Regions from separate parts of the Mus musculus genome. Here regions 2 and 3 are each linked to region 1. The links are chromatin contacts, called in public Hi-C and HiCAR-type maps. All regions are on one chromosome and are shown on one strand. Each heading gives the region's core, a stretch centred on a gene start, on an enhancer-like site or on the middle of the called end of the contact. The rest is flanking DNA. Distances are from core to core; before and after follow the strand shown. Region 1 holds the start of Bard1 (BRCA1 associated RING domain 1). Region 2 has its middle 27 kb from the start of Atic. Region 3 holds the start of Vwc2l (von Willebrand factor C domain-containing protein 2-like).

What was found. Hi-C and Micro-C count contacts between places; a contact is called where the count stands out from the background. HiCAR-type assays count read pairs that join an accessible place to other places.
Region 2: a contact with region 1 is called in a HiCAR-type map of embryonic stem cells, with 6 times the contacts expected there. The contact joins the enhancer-like site here to the promoter of Bard1 in region 1. A contact is called at or near these places in 6 of 39 promoter capture datasets (cranial neural crest, embryonic stem cells, epiblast stem cells and 2 more), 3 of 484 Hi-C or Micro-C datasets (the AML12 cell line, embryonic stem cells and pancreatic cancer cells), 4 of 115 datasets of contacts at active chromatin or transcription factors (embryonic limb bud, embryonic stem cells, pancreatic cancer cells and 1 more) and 1 of 9 other capture datasets (pancreatic islet).
Region 3: a Hi-C map of cerebral cortex shows a contact between it and region 1, with 2.5 times the contacts expected there. The contact joins the promoter of Vwc2l here to the promoter of Bard1 in region 1. A contact is called at or near these places in 3 of 39 promoter capture datasets (cranial neural crest, hippocampal neurons and liver) and 1 of 484 Hi-C or Micro-C datasets (cerebral cortex).

The regions. Positions count from the first base shown.
Region 1 is chr1:71,101,718-71,104,229 of GRCm38.p6, forward strand. It overlaps Bard1 (BRCA1 associated RING domain 1), which reads right to left and starts at 1,255. Exons shown (of 11, transcript NM_007525.3): 1 at 951-1,255. The coding sequence starts at 1,090.
Region 2 is chr1:71,529,128-71,531,639 of GRCm38.p6, forward strand. No RefSeq gene overlaps it. Among named protein-coding and RNA genes, the nearest start is that of Atic, 27 kb to the right of the region's middle. Within about 2 kb of position 1,259, at least 13 of the 459 cell types and tissues checked have an H3K27ac peak or open chromatin away from gene starts, as enhancers often do. A contact at or near this core is called in the AML12 cell line, embryonic stem cells and epiblast stem cells, where this site is marked.
Region 3 is chr1:70,724,459-70,726,970 of GRCm38.p6, forward strand. It overlaps Vwc2l (von Willebrand factor C domain-containing protein 2-like), which reads left to right and starts at 1,257. Exons shown (of 4, transcript NM_177164.3): 1 at 1,257-1,980. Spag16 (sperm associated antigen 16) reads left to right here. Exons shown (of 17, transcript NM_029160.3): 17 at 309-674. The coding sequence ends at 484.

The sequences.
Region 1 (2,512 bases), core at 5-2,504:
CTACTAAGCTGGGTCTCCGTTCCTAAGACCTAAATGTGTGTCCCAGTGGTCGCGACCCACAGATTGAGATCCAACATGTGCGTCATCACTGGCCTGCTACTGCAACTAGAAGTTGAGTTTCCGATGTATGTCTACACCCAGGATGATCCGTATGCTTTAGGAAAACACAAGCAGAACTCAGAACGTGTTCATGTTAACAGAATCGCCACTCTCCTAAGAAATACAATGCCATTCTTTCAAATACTAAGAGTTTGTAAAAAAAAAAAAAAAAAAAAAAAAAAAAGAATAATTTAACGTAAGTGCAAAGTTTGTTGCCAGTTAACTTTAAAAAAAAAAAAAAAAGTTGCAGTTAACACTGTATTTGTAGTAAAGACTGAAGGCTTAACATTCGCTACTGCCAAAGAGAAAAAAGGGGAAAGAAGTATATTTCTTGGTAGTATTCGATAAACAGCCTCAGGTAAGAAAGTACCACTTAGGAGTGCATTTCAGACTGAATAAAATCCAAGAGAGGGCATGTTGGAGGATCAGTGGTACAGGGCCATAATCTAACTAAGTTAAAATTGCGATGCTCAACAAACTGCCATCGCCAAACTACCGGTCACCAGGTCCCTAGCCTCCCATTCCCCACGCCGAGCCTGCTACTAGAGAAAGGACCAAAAGGTCAGCCTCACAGGGGCTGTTGTGCCCCGCACGCAACCACGGGACCACGCTCCCAGAGGACCGAACTCCAGGACCCCAGCAGCACTAGCTCGGCTCAGCTCCGAGCGTCACCTTCGGGGAGTGACCAACGAGCTGCGCTTTGAGCCACGCCCCGAAGGCAGTTCTCCCGCGAAAATTCGAAAAGTGCCGTTTGAGTCATCTTCGTTGCAGGTGGCTGGGAAGCCACTCAGAAAACTCAGGAGTGGGACACGGAGGGACAGACGACACTAGGTCGCCAGGCCGGTCCTTACCAGCGGGAGCAGCGCAGCAGCTTCTCCAGGCGGGCAAGCGCCGCGCGGCTGTGGGCCCAAAGCCCGTCGGTAGCCGGCTCCATGGCGGGCACGGGAGCAGGCTGGTTCCCAGAGCAGACCCTCGGCGGCCGGCGTGGCATTCCCACAGAGGAGGGGAGGTCAGGTTTGCTCTAGCGCCGCACCCCGCTGGTCACCGCCGGATCCTGCTGCGTGCGGAGTCTCTGAATTGGTCGGACGCCTCCGGCTCGGAGGCTGAAACGCGGTAAAACTCAGAGATGGAAGGACCCGGCTTTAGGCCACGCCCTCAAGGCCTGAGGGCGGGGCTTTAGTAATGCGGTCCAAGTTCCGGAAATGGAGAGGCGAGGCTTGAGAGGCCACGCCCTCAGGAGGTGTAGGGCGGACCGCGGAAACCAAAGTGCCAAGGCGCGGGGTTGAGGAGGCGTGGGGAGAAGTCACCTAGGCCTGTGGCCCTAGGAGGCGGGGTATAGCGCGCTCAAACTTCCTGAGCGGGAAACTGAGCGGCGGGGCCTCAGGCCACGCCTTCAAAGAGGCGGGGCTCCCCATGGGTTTCATTCCCACCCCCTCTCAGTTTACTGAAACTGTGCTTACCTAGAAGTTGGATTCTAACCCTCCCATAGCCTCAGGAGCTTGCCGCTGAAGCCATCTACAAAGAGTGGCATTCAAGCTACTGTTGAACTTGGACAAGCTTTTCCCATGACAATAAAAGTACTACCCTTTATATAAGAAAGTTCTCTTTTTCTCCTTGCTGTAGGATATAAGAATCCGCTAAATACTAAGTTTCAATTTCACTTTTTAACTAGCTGTAAATATCCGACCAAGGGCATCTCTTAGAAGTTCTGGTGTGCTTTTAAAATATGATAAACTGCATAAAACGTTTTTGTTTGCTAGAGGGTCTACCCTCCCCGGGGATTTTTTTTTTTTTTTTTTTTTTGAAACGGCGTCTGTTTGCCAACCTAGCTTAAACTGTGAAGCTAAGGGTGACCTTGAACTTCTCAGTTTGCGATCCTCCACCTCTGCGCGATAGGGGATTACAGATATGCACCACCACGCCCAGCTTACATGGTGCTGAACTGAGTTTAGAGCCTCCTTTATGCTAGAAGTATTCTACCAGCCAAATCCATAGACCCTCCTGCGGATCTGAATATTAACACTGGGCAAGCACAGCCCGCCCTCTCCACAGCTTCCAACCTATGAACACATTCTTGCATATCCCCTTTTATTTCTCTGTCTCTGCTTAACCGCCCCAGCTGCCTCTGTTTACCTTAAAGTTGTTCCTTCTTACTGGAATCCACACATCTGCCTAGATTGCCTCCCATCCTTAGGCCTCACTAAAGATATACAAGACATTACCAAACACAAAATTAGTCTTGGCACTACCCTGATTAAACTCTAAAGGTGGAAAGGCCTGGAAGGTCCTTTAATCCCAGCACTAGAGGCATGGAAATGGGGGGAGGGGGGGGGAAGAGCAGGTGGATCTCTGAGTTCAAAGCCAGCCTAGTCAACAGAGTTCTGAGACAGTCAAGACAAACCCTATCTCAAAT
Region 2 (2,512 bases), core at 9-2,508, 430 kb after region 1:
GCTTACCTAAGGACCTGGCTGAAGGGACTTCCTGAGGTTGTAGTGAGAACTGTCAGCAGAGACTGAGCTCACCTAAAAGACAGCTTATTAGACCATGGCTCAAAGCCCAGTACGAGTTGTATAACCTCCTATTTAGGGGCATGGAAACTTTGGCAGTAGTAAACGGTTTCTGGGCATGCAACACCAAAAATTAGCTCAGGATCAAATATGTAATGGGTGTAAGGCATTTCTGGTGTTGCTGTCCTGCGTTGTACCATACAACCTCACCCCAGCCTCGATCCTGAAGTCCTAACGTGTGTGTGCCTTGCACTGTGCATGCTGTCATGCCATGCAGTGCTAACAGATGGAGCACATGGGCTCAGAGTCAGGACTATCGGACGGTCTTAGGTACAGTGGCTACGGTACACACGCAGTTTTCTCCTCTCGTGGAAACATGATGGCGTAACTATGGGAATTATAGCTTCCTGCTATCGGTCCTCCAATCAAATTCGTCCATCTTCAGATTATGCTATAGTAGAATGGTGCCTTTTCTAAAACTGCTATGAATCTTGTTTAAAGTTTTGTTAATTTCAGCTAGGGATTAGAGCAGAATTTCATTTCCTCAAATGACCTGAAACAGACTTCTGACATTTTGTGCTATGCTTTTATGTAAAATAAAATTCTCAGTCATAGCAACTATAAAACCAAACTACTGATCAACTCTGAAAGACATTTAAGATGCTTTCATTTTGTATAATGTTGGACTTGTCTTTAGCTTATAAATATTTTTGGAAAGGATTTTCTTTTTTGCTTTGTTCTTTACATATTCTGCTATATCAAATATTCAGCCAAGGTTTAACTTTTTACATAAGAACAAATGAATTCTTCTGATTAGTAAACTTTCTTTTACCTTCAACAAATTACTCATATACCAAAGAACTGTTTTAATTGACTGATCATAGTAAATGTTGACATGTGCAGCTATTTTATATAACTATTAACCCAAAATTACATAAGAATTTTTCAGGCAAAAAGAGATCACAAATAGAAAAATATCTATGATGCCCTCACCTGATGAATGGAATAAGAATGAAATCTGTTTCCAAGCTTGCCTTCATGGTTGTTGGCTGGAAACCAGTTTACGATCACTGGGACCAACCTGTAGTTCTGTTCACAGAGTTGTACCTGGCACTTCCTGAGCTACTGATCCAAGAGAGGGGCAGAGTAAATGAGACCCTGGGCCACCTCATCACTTCTGCATTACTGTTTACACTAATGGACAGTGTTCCAGTGAGGCAGAACTACACAAACACCAGGTACTACACAGTGACCACCACTTGGCACTGTTTGGTGTTGCTTGCCCCACAAACCCAGTTTTATTGATTTCATAAACCCAGTTTTATTGATTTCCATGGTTTTCTGAGTAATCATTTCATAGTTATCAAGTGAACCAATAATGCAACATTTGTTTAAAAAAAACAAAAAGGTGTCTCACCACGGTGTGTCTGTATAAGGAAGACAGAAGAAAAACTCTTTTTGACAAGCAACTGACATCCACTTTGCATAATGTTGACTCTGTCCTAACAGATATTTTGGGAAAGGGTTTTCTTACTCGCTCTGCTTTGTTTCTGCCCGAACTCTATCTCCCTCTTATCTTAATGTTCTCAGAAGTAATTTAATGTAAGATACATAGTAGATGTCCTAAAATGCTTGTTGAATGAATAAACCTTTTAGATCTAATCCATTTCCTTCATTTTAATATTAGCCCACCATTTCTCAGCCTTTCAAAAATGCTGGTCACAACAGTCATACTCCCCCGATTGAAAACTGCCTGGTCATCATTGGCACATGGAAATATACAGGGCAAGAAAGAGCTGACTCATTGTGAGAGTGGCGTATACATCCACCCCACTGTATTACTGAGAGATGGTCCAAGGCCCCTTCTCCTCATCACCATTACTATTTCACCTAAAATTGAACTTGACCCTCTTTTTAATTAAAAAGAAAAGATTCTAAATCATTTGAAAAAGAAAGGAAAACTCTGGATGCTCTTCTAGCTTTGCTAATGTGTTAGAAACTATCTGGTAAACTTTTCTCTGACATTTCAACTGAGCATTGTCTGGCCTTAAGGAAATGCATTAGAAGCTGAGTGCATTTCAAAGTGGGCAAAGAAGAGGAATAGTTAGGAAGACACAAGATCAAAGGCATAAGCATGTAGACTCTCGTCCAAGAACTGCATTCTCTAAAAGACTGACAGACACACACAGAGAGAGAAAGAGAGAGAGAGAGAGAGCATGGCTTTTTGAATTACTTGTATACACTATTTTATTAAATTTCTGAAACATGTTTTTGTATTTTAATTTTCTAAAATTAGATGCAACTTAAAATTAGTGTGTTTTATTACGCCTCTTCCCAACCTCTCCAAAAAAAAAAATCTCAAAATTAAAACATAGCTATAAAATCAATGTTGCATACTAAGATTTAAGATGCCAATAGGTATTTTTTTACAGCTGAAAGCTCTGAGCTGGTGTCT
Region 3 (2,512 bases), core at 7-2,506, 380 kb before region 1:
ACATATTCATTTACAAAATAGTTGTCTTCTTTAGTTGCTCTCAATCTCAACTCAAAATGATCTGTCAATCATAAATATAAGGAGAATGTTGGGGCATATAATAACTTCTGAATGTTAAGCAAGTAGAGCTTTTATCCTAAATGTATCTTATGGCTCAAATTATTTTTTATAGATTGAAGTTAGTTCATATTTAATGAGAGCCAAGCATAAAAATGAGTCTCTTGAATCACAACCGAAACAGGATAAAATGTTGTATTGTTTACATACTGTGACTGCTTGAGATAAACCTCCATTTCCCTCTTTTCCAGGTCGAGTTTTAGCTCAGGCGAGTGCCAACGGGATTATCCATTTGCTGGATCTTAAATCGGGGCAAATTCACAAACTGGTGGGCCACGAGAGTGAAGTGCACAGTGTGGTGTTTTCCCACCTGGGGGAAAATCTGTATTCTGGAGGCTCTGACGGCACCATTCGGTTGTGGATCTGATCAGCAATAGCACACCCTGATGCAAAGGGCATTCCCTCTAAGGCTTAAAAATGTTTCATATAGTCTGCTCAAATGCCAGCAAGTAACTGGTTAAAATGACCAATAAATAAAATATTTGTTTTAAAACAAGCTTTGGGTGAATAATATATGGACCATACTATCTCAAATAAAAATTATAACTTTTTGTTCATTTTTCTGTGTGTGTGTTTTTTTTTCACCCAGAATCTTTCACTTTCTCATCCGGTTATGAATTTAGAGACAGGGCATCCTTGCTAGGAGGTTGGAAGAAACAGCTTTACAATGACGCCTAATGACAGACTAGATGAATTACAAGACATTGATTTTTAACGTTAGAGAACAAACTGCAGGAAAACGCGGCTACTTTTTTTTTTTTTTTAAATCAAACCCAAGCTGCAGAAGACCCAAAGTTGAATTATGTATAGCACAAGGAAAATCTTTCTATATCCAGAGGGCCAAATAGAGTCAGAAAGCATACAGTTTCACAGATTCTTTGACAATGAGTGTGCTTTATATATTAGTAATAACCAACGACTGCAGATGGCTTAAATCTAAAGGCAAGTCCCTGGAACTTTCATCTCTGCAGCCCATGCAAGAATGCATTAGATAAAATTAACATCTTTCTAATTTTTATTGTGATTTAAATGCAAATAAGTATCTTGCATGCAGAAACTCCCCCCTCCCGACACACACCCCATGCTCGCTCTCATCAGCTGTATCAAGTGACTGCCTTAGACAACACTACAGCCTGGTCCGCGGAAGCAGCTGGGGGTTTCGACCAAGCTGGGCTCAGAAGCCAGTTGTTGGCGCTGTCCGTGGTGCTGAGGAATTCCCGGCTGCCGGCAGGATGAGCTCCGAATCAGCAGTCTGCAAACTGCTCACAGCGATGCCAAACCCCAGTTAAAGTTGCGCCTTTGCTTCACATCCACAGTTAGAATCTTCTGGTGTGTGAGGAGGGATTCAGTCAACATACTGTGGACGATGCTGATGCTTCTGCTGGTGGAGTGGGCTTTAAGCTTCAGTATGCTGTTTCTGTTTGTGATCCTCAGAGCCTAGCCAAGTCACCTCTACTGCCGTAGCAAACACTGTGTAAGTGAACTCATGTGTGGAGGAGGCGTAATCAGCCAGGAAATTTCATAGAAGGATCTAAGAAAATGCTAAAAATAAGTTCAACATGATTCTGCTACCAGGGTCCGGATTTCCACAGGACCAGCATTGCTTCTTGCTTTGAATTCTGAAGACAGGTCCAAAGCATATTTCTTATGTGTGTCTGCTGTGTTTCTCTCTGGAAGGGTGGGAGACTGCTTCTTGGCTGTGTTTTGAAATGGGAAATAGAGAGGATGGATTGCCTTTAATTCATGCCTGAAAATGCATTCTTTGGGTGACTAAAGAGGACCGGCTTACCTAAGAGATACCTGACCTTTAAGTTCAGATTGGTCTGTGACCCCCAGCACCACCGTTAACCTCAGAGTGACTAGGTAAGTGAATCTTATGACATGAGTTGTGCTTGCTTTCTCAGAGAAATAGATGCAGTCATTTTAAATCATATGTAGCAATACAGGGAGGGGGTAAAGTTTAGCTGGGAAGTGAGCCTCAGTTTAGCAGTGTTTGCATTCTGATTTGAAAAATCTTCAGATAATGCTGCTGTTGTATTTCCCTAACCTCCCTATTTTTAAATAGTATTCTAAATGGTATTTATTATAAGGAAGGTTCTTTTGAAAATAGCCTAAGAACTTTGTTTCATTATTCACATATTCCTCATAATAAAAGCATGCTTAATGTTAATATGAAGAAAAAACCCCACCCTTCTATCTATCTTGCAGTTTACATTTACTGTAACCTTGCACATTAATGCCTACCTGTGGCTTACAAAATGATTCTTTTCTGCCTGGGTCATTTTAAAAGCAGAATCCTGTCTGTATTTCACATGGCTTTTCTTGCATGTATTGATAGCTGCCGCTGGACAATGTGAGGAGGCACGGTAGCTTCCTTGCCTTGCAAGATAAACTT